Linked DNA regions of Zea mays: all the other regions are linked to region 1. The links are chromatin contacts, called in public Hi-C maps. All regions are on one chromosome and are shown on one strand. Each heading gives the region's core, a stretch centred on a gene start, on an enhancer-like site or on the middle of the called end of the contact. The rest is flanking DNA. Distances are from core to core; before and after follow the strand shown.

What was found. Hi-C and Micro-C count contacts between places; a contact is called where the count stands out from the background.
Region 2: a Hi-C map of an unstated tissue shows a contact between it and region 1, with 5 times the contacts expected there. The contact joins the promoter of LOC100383763 here to the promoter of LOC100275262 in region 1. A contact is called at or near these places in 2 of 25 Hi-C or Micro-C datasets (leaf and an unstated tissue).
Region 3: a Hi-C map of endosperm shows a contact between it and region 1, with 3 times the contacts expected there. The contact joins the promoter of LOC100281229 here to the promoter of LOC100275262 in region 1. A contact is called at or near these places in 3 of 25 Hi-C or Micro-C datasets (ear, endosperm and tassel).

The regions. Positions count from the first base shown.
Region 1 is chr1:20,451,465-20,455,510 of Zm-B73-REFERENCE-NAM-5.0, forward strand. LOC100275262 (nucleotidyltransferase) reads left to right here and starts at 1,700. Exons shown (of 9, transcript XM_008653758.3): 1 at 1,700-2,369; 2 at 3,513-3,701. The coding sequence starts at 2,169.
Region 2 is chr1:20,779,525-20,783,570 of Zm-B73-REFERENCE-NAM-5.0, forward strand. It overlaps LOC100383763 (Tetratricopeptide repeat (TPR)-like superfamily protein), which reads left to right and starts at 2,196. Exons shown (of 14, transcript NM_001362135.1): 1 at 2,196-2,296; 2 at 2,391-2,720; 3 at 2,799-2,905; 4 at 3,357-3,586. The coding sequence starts at 2,435.
Region 3 is chr1:20,147,229-20,151,274 of Zm-B73-REFERENCE-NAM-5.0, forward strand. LOC100281229 reads left to right here and starts at 1,858. Exons shown (of 6, transcript NM_001154148.2): 1 at 1,858-2,111; 2 at 2,277-2,347; 3 at 2,633-2,721; 4 at 3,695-3,806. The coding sequence starts at 1,995.

The DNA of each region.
Region 1 (4,046 bases), core at 450-2,949:
AGCAGGGAGGTGTCGCTGCATAGTATAGGGAGGTCATTGGGTCGAACTGCTGCGATGATATTTCGGGCGATGGATTCCTATGCTTCCTTCTTCCTGAATTCGTAGTAGTTTTCTTGAACTAGTGGAACTTTAGAAAGGCCTCATAGTGCTATCCTATATCGCTTCCTCGGTAGAGGTGTATGATATCTGTACAACCCTATGGCAAATGGGTAACATGACAACTTGTGGGTAAAGATGCACAACCTCCACAGAGTGTAAAACTGGTATATCAACCGTGCTCACGGTCAAGCGCGACTCAGGACTCTCGCATGATTAACTTATGGAACTAAACTTAATTTGTCATATGCATTGCATTGTAGGTGTTATTATTAATTGTCATCTCTTATTTATTTGGGTTGGTATCTACTTATACTTATTAACTGCTAATAAATTTGTGACCAACTTTAAAAGCAATGCTCAGCTTTAACCATCTCTTTTTGGTAAGCCTTACACTTCACATGAGCCCCACTGTAAGTGAGCTCATGCACATTATTCCCCACAACTTGTTGAGCGATAAACGTACGTGAGCTCACTCTTGCTGTATTCACATCCCCCAGGTCAAGGACAACCACAGGCACCACAAGATAAGGAGCATGAATGATGCCGCGATGAGTTCGTGAGAGGTCTAGGCCGTCGTCCCCCAGTCAAATATGGTTGCTGGATCGTTGTCTTCGTATGATGTAATTATTTAACTATTTTGTACAAAACTCCATTATATATTAAGGATATGACATTCGTTTCTGTACCATGAGTCCTCATATGTGTGAGACTTAATATTACCACACATTTGATTCGCGTCCGGATTTAGCCTTTAAATCCAGGTGTGACACATCTCTAATCATAAAACAGAAGGCTCTGACCCGATCCAATCTGAAATAAGATATATAAATTTCTCTAGTTCTTTCTATCCTAGGTTTGTTAGATTCCTCATATTTTTTAGATCCCTATCATTTATATTACCAACAATCATGTTCACATCTAGAATCAGAGAATCTGTAAAGACCTGTGTTGGACTCCACCGTAGCAAAGGATCGGATATAATTGTACATGTCACATGTGGGCCGGCTTGACATAACACATGTCCGCAAAAGTATATCCCTAATTATAAGACCCGCAAAAGTATATCTCTAATTATAGACTATATATACATGTCAACACGTGGTCCAGCCATATTTAAAACCTATATATACATAAACAGAAAATACAGAATATATATTGGGCTGGGTCCAACCACATTTAGTAGGCTTCGATAGTGCTTAGTTAAATAAGCCGTGATAGATCAGCCTGTGAGCTTAACTTGAGACCCCGACATGACTCATATATTAGGGAAAATATCCTATGCAATCACTTATCCTGGTGCAACCATGCAATCAAGCGATCTGGTGCATCCGATCTAGATCTAATGATGACTGTTATTTTATATTTAATCTCTTTCACCTAAAACATAGTACCTATTTTACTTTTAACCCCTTATCATTGGATCTGAATTGGATGCTCTGGATAGTTTGATTGCACGCTTGCATCAAAATGAGTGATTGCACAGGATATGTCCTCCATATATTAAGCTTTATCAATCCAAACTCATAATTAGATTTGACTATGACACGTCTATCTAAAATTATGTGCTTTGACACAAATGTACACCTCTCTACCGTGTAGCACGGCGGATTCCCTCGAACTCAAAAACGCACATCGAAGTGTTTGATACGTTTGCCGGCGCATCCCCACGGGCCACGGCCCAAACCGAACACACCGACCCGAACCGCACGTCTCCTCCGGTCCTCCCCCTAAACTTCCCCTCCTCTCCTCACGCCGACCACTCCCTACCTGGTCGCCGCCGCCGCCGCCGCCGCCGCCGCCGCCGCCGCCGCCGCCGCCGCCGCCGCCGCCGCCGACTACTCATCCCCACAACCGCATCAATCAATCGCTCGCGCTAGGGTTTCTGCCCGCCCCCATCCTGGGGCTCCACGGCCCTGGCTCGATTTGCTGTGAGGGTGGTTGCTCCGAGCTCTTAGCCATCCGTCGCCGCTGTAGCCCACTGCTGCGGGGGTGCTCGCGGCTGCCGCTGGTGTCGGAGACTAGGGTTTTGGGTCTGCCAGGCGGAGGAGGGTGCATTGGTTGGCGTGCGCATGGGGATGGTGCCCAACGGGCTCCTGCCCAGTGCGTCCGCCAGGGTGACGCGGCGACTGGACCCCGAGCGCTGGGCGGTTGCTGAGGGCCGCACGGCGGAGTTGATCGCGCGCATCCAGCCCAACGCGTACTCCGAGGGGCGAAGGCTGGCCGTGTACCACTACGTGCAGCGGCTCATCATGAACTGCCTCTCCTGCCAGGTAGGGTTCCTGCTTACCAAGTGGTCCGATTGCCCACCACAGGTAGTAATGGAGATTAGCATTTGTTTGGAATATGCTCTTAGAGGCGGCGAGGGCTGCTGTGTAGTTGCATAGATGTGACTCTCCCTTTTCTTTTCTTTGGGGGTTGAGCTCTGAGGTTTTCATATGGGGTTTCATCTCTAGCCTACCTCAACGTGCTTGGGACAAAAAGGCTTTGTTGTTGTTGTTGTTGTTACTTTCTGTTATTCAAATATTTGTCTGAGCAACCATAGCTTATTCTGGAGCAATGTTTTCAAGTCGGACGACTTGGTCATTCTAGATGACTGACTAGGGTGATTAATAATAACCATTATTCGGACGTCTTGGGCGATTAATCGTGATTGGTGCAAACCGACTTCGACGATTAATCGCGACTCAGACGACTTGAAAATATTGTTCTGGAGAGAGTTCTCATTGGAAATGGCGGTTTATGGTTCCACAGAGCCTCTGGTCACTTTACACCAATGCTTCGGATCTGAGACTTGTTTCAAAGCATGAAGCTTTCATACAATGGGGTTGACTGGGAAAAATGATACGTGCTTTGGGGAAGAGCATGAATAGACCCTGGATAGTGTATAGTTGAATTGTATTGCCCTCTCTATGCACATTCCTGTGACATGAGGTATATGAAAATTCTGTTTGATGGTTATAATCAATAGCCATATGTGGCTGTATGAAAATCCTAGCTTGTCTGTTGGGATGAGCATTTTCTGTGCAGCATAGGAGGGAGTGTAATAAATAGCGGGCTATGCACATGTAGCAGCAGGGCTTTCTTGAGGATAAGACCCAGCTATAGCGGGCTAAAACAGCTAAACTGAATGTGAGTACAATTAGTGGTGTAATGCTCAAAACAGCTATAGCTGTCTACAGCGGCACCTATAGCCGGCTATTTATTTCCTTGCTAGGAGGTGCATTGGGATACCACTTTTACCTTCACGCTTCTTTGATGATTGAAAATTGAAATAGACTTGTTTGTTTGTCTTATACTCTTATGCATGTCTAGGGGGGATTTTTTCACTAGCATTTTGGACGTTCCTGCTCTTATCTTCAGTATGCAGTTGACTATATATGCTTCACAGAGAATTGGTCTCTTCCTCTCTGCAGGTTTTTACCTTTGGGTCAGTCCCTCTCAAGACTTACTTACCTGATGGTGACATTGATGTCACTGCTTTTAGTAATAGTGAAGAACTAAAGGAGATTTGGGCAAATCTTGTCCGGGATGCATTGGAGCGCGAAGAGAAGAATGAAAATGCTGAATTTCATGTAAAGGAAGTCCAATATATTCAGGCAGAGGTATTTTCCCCTGTGGTATCTCTTTTAGTTGCTGTATAAGCATCAGAGAAGCTCAATTCGAGGGTCTGCCTATGCAAAATGTGTACCCATAATAGAGTTTAAATTAGCATCATGGGCTCATGGCTGCATTTACGACTTTATGATTGTGTCGAAGTTATTACCAGAAGTTGCCTATTGTATGCTGTGCATATGAATCTGTACATAATACAATATCTAAGTTAAACTTCAGTTTAGTATGTATCCACCGATCTTTTAATACAGTTCTTTGCAGAATGTAGCCTGGGAAAAATAGCTATGCTAACATGCCATTAAATTTCAGGAGGATTATGTTTCTGAAGACACTTA
Region 2 (4,046 bases), core at 946-3,445, 330 kb after region 1:
TGGCGCCATGATCATCAAGACCCTGAAGGCGCCCATCCTGCGCGCGCTGAAGCCGTCGTCACTCCCGGCAGCGGGCGACGGCGCGCGCTCCCCGACCAAGCCGGCGCACCAGTGCCACGACGGCGACGTGCTGTCCAACGACGCGTCCTTCTTCGACGCGCGGGAGCCGCTGGACGCGTGGGAGCTGGTGGACGACGGGGCGCGCCGTCGGCCGGCGACCCGCTACTGGGGTTCCCCGCCGTCGGGGGGAGGGCGTGGTGCTGTACACGACGACGCTGCGTTCCAGGAGCCGTGCTGGCGTGGACTGCAACGGCGTGCGCGCGTTGCTGGAGAGCCTGGGCGCGTCGTTCCAGGAGCGCGACGTGTCCATGGACCGCGGCCTGCTGCCGTTCCAGGAGCGCGACGTGTCCATGGACCGCGGCCTGCGCGACCAGCTGTGTGCCGCGGCCGAGGAGAAGGTTGTGCCGCCGCGCCTGTTCAAGCAGTAACAACACAAATACACTCTTTGCTTAATATGTAGCAAAGAGCCAGCTCCATCGGTGTGAGGCATCCTGTTTCCGTGAGAACCCTCTTTGCATTTGTGATGGAACATGGAACACTGTTTTCTTGATACAAACGTACTAAATAAGGAGAGGTTACCTTGATGCTGGAAGGAGAGAGGCGGATGGTCTGACCGACGCCGCTAAGAGCACACTGCACAAACCCGGAGCCAAGTATGGTTCGTGAGCACGAGCCCACTTTCCTCATGCCATCCTCTGAGGAGAACGTGGGACCCAGCCCGAGAAGGATCACGCGCTGGGCGACCGGAACCACCTCTCACCGGGGGGGACACATTGGGATGGGTGGGGGCCTTACCACGTGCGGCGGACGGAGGTCGCCGAGGCCTGCCAATGGGCACGACGACGGGGTGACAAGGACCGGCGGCGAGGGTTAGGGTTTGAGAGCAGTCAAGTGCGGAAGGACGGACGGGCGGTGGGGGGAGCTAGGTCTGAACCGAATAGGGCCATGAGACGGCGGAGGATCTCCTCTGCAAACACGCACAGTGCGATGGGCAGGAACTTACCTCGCGCGGCGACGGACGGTGATTTGGGCTTGGGAGTCGCTCATCTCGCCCGACAGCCGCCTCCCCTCTCCTTCCTTTCTCCTTCCTCCCACGCAACCGGTGCTGTGGGGCGGGGCGCGGTGATTTTGGCTTGGGGGGCGGAGGGAGAGCCGGAGAGGGAGGGAGCACCGGCCAGGCCAGAGGGCGAGGGGGGTGAGGCGATGCGAGGAGGACGACATCGTGGGTGGCCAAGGAGGACTGAGGCGGTGTCGGTTGCAGCTGCGAGGGAGGCGGGGAGGGGAGGGCGGTCGAGCAAACGAACGGTGCAGCGGGCGCGAGGGTGATGCTCGACGAACGGACGGCTTAGATTGGCTGAAGGCAGAACGCAAGGGGGCAGCCTACCCCTTGCAGCCTTAATAGGTAGTATAGATATCTGTACATTGCCATTGTACCATATGTTTTGGTGAATCTCGTCTAACCTCGAGTACCCTTGAAATCTTTCCAGCAAACATCGGGACTCATGATGACAATGAAGGATGTGATGGGTTTGTGTCTGTTAGCCATATAAGGTTGCACGTTAAGCATGCCCCTGACTTGCCGGACGAGCAGCAAGACTTCGGGATCTTGATTGGCTAAGGCACTAAGAATAGAATAGCTTTTCCAGAAAAGAGAGACAACAACGGACACTGTACTATGTAGTGGTGAAATAGCTAGATTAAGATAATAAAATTTATATATGACTAGGATCATAAATGGATTACGAAACATTTTTATCATAACAATATAACACACGTTTATACATAAATTATTATAGTATTATATATTCCCGTTGCAACGCACGGACACTCACCTAGTATATATATAAATGTAGCAATTAGCAATGTACGCAGCACGAGCACTATAAAGCCACCAATTCTTCGGCTTTAACGGTGAAGCTATTTTTATAGAAATCCAACTAAATTGGGCCTTATTCAGGGTCCTGACGTCCGGAGGTAGCAAATTAGTACTTGGACCTAGGCGGCGTAACTTGGTCCAACGCCCACAGCCCATGGGCTAGCTAACCCTTCGCGTGCGACGTCGGCTTGCCAGCCGCAGGCCCTCGGGCTCTCTTTACCCATCTCCAGTCCTCCAACCCCAATCCTCTCCTTTCCATCCACGCCGCTGCGCTTCCGATGCAACCCTAACCACCTCATCGCCGGCACGATCTTCCCCGCCCCCACTCCCCGGCTATTGCCTCTGATTGGCGGCTCTCCGGTGCGTGCCCCCTTGCTCTCCCTATCACCTTTACACGCCCCCTTCCACTCTTGCGCGTTAATTTCACCTACCGCTTTTTGTCTGTTCGCCTTAGGGATTCACGTTGGTCCGGGGTACGGCTCCTGCGATTTTCACGCAATGGAGCAAGATCAGAGCGTGGTTGTCGGCAGCGCGGACTCTGGTGCTGCGGCTTTTGGTTTTGCGACTGGCAACCCCCCTAGCTTGGCTGTGACCGGCGGAAGCGCCGTGGCCCCCGACGGTGGAGCTCAGGCAGCTGATGCCTCTGCGTACCAGGCCGAGCACACGGCGTTGAATGGGACTGTCGGCGATATGGGTAATTACCCATCTACAGGAGCTGCAGAGAACGGCGAAGCCGTCCCCAACGAGACGGGCGAGCCGGTTCCTGAGCTATCGTACGAAGAAGGTAATATTGGGCTTGCAGGCTCGCCTAATCTGGTACCCTACCTTCTGTTTGCTCTTAACGTCCCGCTTTCTTATGCAGCCGTGCTTTCAGCAGAAGAGGCTAGGTTATGGAGTGTTGTTACCGCGAATTCCTTAGATTTTAATGCCTGGACCGCACTTATTGAGGAAACAGAGAAAAATGCTGAGGTAATGTTTGGTTAGCTACTTGCCGATATAAACATTCTCGTAACGTTCTTTGTGCAGCTAGCTATCTGTAAATGAGCTGATTTCGATAGCAGCTTGTAATTATAAGCTATTTGTCAATCTGCAATTGTTTGCCCATGGCTTTGATTTGGGGCATATTGTAATGGTGCATTTATTTTTGTTATATGATCAGTTACTTCCTTGTTCTTCTGTCTCTATCCTGCTAGTGGACTATGGTTCCTCTTGTTGCCTACAGTCAACTTGAAGTGTTTATGCATCTAATGCTTTAATTTTCCCTTCTGTATCCTTTAGTGTCCTTCACTATTTTGTGTTTCTAATAAAGTATACTTAATTTGAATCCGATCTGATTACCAGTCATAAGAATCAGAACTCTTGATACGATGATAATATTTATCCTAAATGCTAATGCATACTTCTGTATATTCTTGTCCAGAACAATATTTTGAAGATACGGAAAGTGTATGATTCGTTTCTTGCGGAATTCCCTCTTTGCTTTGGGTATTGGAAGAAATATGCTGACCATGAAGCGAGACTTGATGGTGTGAGTAAAGTTATAGAGGTGTATGAACGAGCAGTTCTCGCAGTTACTTATTCAGTGGACATTTGGTATAACTATTGTCAGTTTGCAATTTCAACATATGATGATTCAGATATCATACGAAGGTAGCAAATTAGCAATCCATACGCAATATGCTTGTTCCAATGAAACTTCTGTACCTAGGGTCTGTCTTCTGATTATTTGAAATGACTGGGCATTTGAAATCTATATTATTATACATAAATTCTTGATTAAGCTCTTATCATAGCTCAATGCCCACTTCTGCACTTTGTGTGGCAGCATAGTCTATCTGAGATTGGATATGTAAAAATGTATCTATGTTATTGGAGTGGTTGTATGCCTCTGAGTTGCAACAGGCCAATGGTTAATCCTATACTTACCTTTAGGGGCTAAACATAATGTATTTTTTTGGCCTTTTGTGAACTCAGTCTTGATGTAGTCACTTCTTTTGAGCCTATGTCAGTTCATACTCCATACAAAAGCTTTTATATGAGTGACATTAACATGCTTATTTGATCAAAGATGCTTTAATCTCTAGTACTCTACATATATGGTCATATAAGT
Region 3 (4,046 bases), core at 608-3,107, 300 kb before region 1:
GCAAGCGTAGCCGAAGACACGAAAGTACGCGGCGGTCAAGGCCGCTGTTGATGGAATGACGACCTGCCGACGCCGATGTGATGAACGAGTTGAACGCGATCGAGAGTACTGTATATACGCGCGCGCTGCATACCTCACCAGAATTGCTGTGTCTCACTCACTCACCCACGTCGTCGTTCCAGTTGATTGATACACATGAACAGGATAATACATGACGAGTATACTACGTACGTAGACCGCTGCTGCGGCGCCGGCACTCTACTCCGGCCGGGCAATTAATACGGGGAGTTAGTAGTCGCCATTGGTGCGCAGCAGCGGGCAGGCAGGCCGCGGCCGGCGGTGTGGCTCGCTCGCCTGAGTTGGGTGCGGCCTTTAAGGCGGCGATTACTACACGCCCCCCCGTACCGATCTGATCGACCCCGGCGAGCCGGCCCTCATTACACACACCAGCTGCCCGCTCTGCCTGCCGCCTGCCAGTTCGTGTGCACAGCGCGAAGCGCTGCTCCTACGGTTCGGATACGGCTCTCTCTGCTGCTGCCCTGCAGCCTGCTCCTCTGCCTGCCGCTGTGAACTACGTCACCCTCCGACCTCCGTGGTAGCGCGGCGCAGGTGTAGGTGTTGGCTTGCTTGACCGTTGCTATCGTTCTACTATTTACTGCCACTGCGTTCGGCTAACGTCGCCATTTAATTAATTTGCTTTATATACCTTTTGTTTTATATATAGCGTACGCACGTCGTTGTTATGTGAATAGGTGGACATGGCATCTGCCTCTGCGTTCAGTTCGATTCGAGCGTGTGGATGGCAGGATGGGTGAATTGTAGAGGCAGCTGTTAATGTTATCGACTCACCGCACAGCTCATTTACCGGAGTTGATGTGAAGCGAGTGCTGTGCTCAGGTGCATGTGCATCCGTTGCGTGCATGGGCTGCACGTGCAAGCTGTGGCCCAGCAAAACAAGGCCATTTCTTCTGATGCGGGCCTACTGGGCACTGCACTTTGCTCCGCTACAATCTGGCCCAAACGCACATTTAAAAGAAAGTTGGACTAGCCCAACAACAAGGGCCTGCGGTTGAGGGCTGGTAGCAGCCAATGCCCATATGCTCCTCGCACAAAGTCAAACCGGCGTGTTTGGTATGGACTTAGGAGCTTGGACTCGCCCTCGCACAAGGCGTGTTTACCGTGTTTGGGATGGCTCATGTTACAGCTTTAACATAGAGCTGTAATCTAAATAGTTTTAAAAATATTTTTTTAATCTAAATAATAAACAAAATAACTTATTCAAATATATTCTAAAGGCTTATAATTTTAGTTTCACATTTTTTTTGAAGCCGCTAATGATCTGCTCCACTAATTTTACCAAATTTTTTGAAGGTGGAGCTGTCCAAATGAGACTTTATTCTGTTCGGGAAAAAAGTTTCCGGTTCCTACGTTCCGTGGTGTAAAAGGGAATGCAAATTTGGCACGTTGCATTACAGCTGGTGCAAGAAACTACTGCTTCTTCTTCCTGGGCCGGGGCCACCCCCACGATAAAAAAACAGACTACCTACCTTTTGAAGCAGTTTTCTAGGTAAAGCTAGGTTATTTTAAAGGGATTATTTAACAAAAATAACGTAACTAAGATGGGGAAATAAAGGAGAAAACTGCAAAAAAACTACTCTTTTTTTATTTCTTTGTACAAGCATTTAAAAAGAAAAAAACATCTATAGAGCTATTTTAAAAAGTATGTAGAGAAAAAAAACAGTTTACAATAACTCATGACGTTGTAAATAAAGCCGTGCCAAATACGGCCTAATTCGAAACGCCGAAAGCGACCCCATCTTCCCCGTTCAAAGCAACCGGTCCTCCTCCCTTTTCCTCATTCCAAGCGTCCAAACCCCCCATACAACCAACTCGCAACTCCTCGCGCGGTTCCTCGATCGAAGTCTCCAGACGCCCAGCGTCGATCGCGACGACGTACGCCAAGCCGCAGCAAAGCTCCGGCGGTGTGCGGTGAGATGGCGGTGGTGTCAGCGCTGGCCAAGTACAAGCTCGTGTTCCTGGGCAACCAGGCGGTGGGCAAGACGGCCATCATCACCCGCTTCATGTACGACAAGTTCGACGACACCTACCAGGTCGGTCTCCGCCCGCCGACGATCTTCGGCTCCCATCTCCCTCGTCCCGTATGTTTTCAGGCAGGATCATTGCTACTGAACCTGTCGTCGAAATCTGACTCTGACCTGTGGGTCCGTGCTGCTGCCGCCGCCGCCGCTATATCCGCTCCCCCGTGCGTGATGCAGGCGACGATCGGGATCGACTTCCTGTCCAAGACGATGTACCTCGAGGACCGCACCGTTCGCCTTCAGCTCTGGTATGCATATACACGCAGCTTTTCTTCAACGCTACGATGAATCCTCCTCGGCTATGAACTGAACGCGCAGATTTTGTCGATCGATGCTTTGACTTCCACTTGGAGTTCAATTCCTTAGCGTGTGTACACTAGGACTAGTAAAAATGAGTAACGAATGGAGAGAAGATCAAGGCGTCCGGGTTTTTCCTTTCCTTCGATCGTACGCCGAAAGCAGTCAAAGCACTTGCTCGAAGCGAATAAACATGGGTTTGAGTGACAGAGAGAGTTTTGTTTGTGAACGTGCAGGGACACAGCTGGGCAGGAGAGGTTCCGCAGCCTGATCCCGAGCTACATCAGAGACTCCTCCGTAGCCGTCATCGTTTACGATGTGACCGGTAAGTTGACCGTCTCCAAAAGATAGACCGCCAGCGTACAGTCTGTGCCTTTGCTTTCTACACTAATGCAGCTGTAACACGCCAATTCTGATTTCTTGGAAGAGAACATATGTGCTACACATGATAATTTAGTACATATAGTGCATATATTAAATCATCATCACTTATCTTAAATCTAATGTTTCATATATTTTGCTAAGTACACCCTCTGTCGTGGTGGGATATAGTGGTAGAAGATGTTATTTGTAAATTATAATGATTAATCAAAGATGTTAGACCTGATATGCATAGTGATGATTTAATATGTGCACCGTATATGTCCTCTTCTTTGAATAGAAAATCTGAAGCTTTTTTTTCCCGAAAATATGGTGTATTTTTTGTTTAGAAAATCTGAATAGCCGCTGTTTTTGTTTTTCAATTTAGAAAATTCAGCATGTTGAATAATCTCCAGACGAAAGGTCCATGCAGCAAGGCACGCCGATGATTTCCAGCTTTTCTGTTTTAGAATACTAGTACGTCGTCGACTTGTTTGTTTCAAATGACGTTTTATTTTGTGGAGGCCTCAGTCAATATAATAGAATTAATAGTTAGTAGCTAAAATTAGTTGGATACATCTAAACATCTTGGCTAATAGTTTAACTATTAGCTATTTTTAATAAATTAGGTTTAAGAAGCAATCCAGTTTTTTAAAAAATTAGTTTTATTTTAACTACGAGAGGTTAGCTTATTGGTTTTTAAGAAACTATAAATCCAATTTCTATAAATTGAGATATAAACTAATATGTTTGGAACCACCCTAATTTTCATAAGCCAATTTCTTAAAAACTGAATGGTTCCAATCAGACCCTTAGTTAATAGTTAGCTAGCTAATTTCACTAGTAATCTTTTAGCTAACTATTTATTAGATCTAGTGCATTTAAACACCCTCTAAATATAATAGTATCCAGTCTCATCTCATGTCGTTCTTTTGCAGACAGGCAGTCATTCTTGAACACGTCAAAGTGGATCGAGGAAGTAAACACGCAAAGAGGTGGAGACGTGCTCATCTTCCTCGTTGGAAATAAAACTGACCTTGTCGACAAGAGGTTTGTATCTGTGAAATAGGGTATATTAGGATCACCAAAACCTGTAGATGTCCGTCCAACTAAAGTTTAGTCATGAGTTGTTTAATACATGAACTACTGAGAGGAACTAACTTAAAAATTACTCCATCATTTAGTCCACCCGTTTACATGGTTTAGGAATTAGGAGTAAACTTTTAGATCAGGTCCTTAACCAGTCATTCTTTATATAAATAATATGATAGCATCGGTTCCGTATTCCAT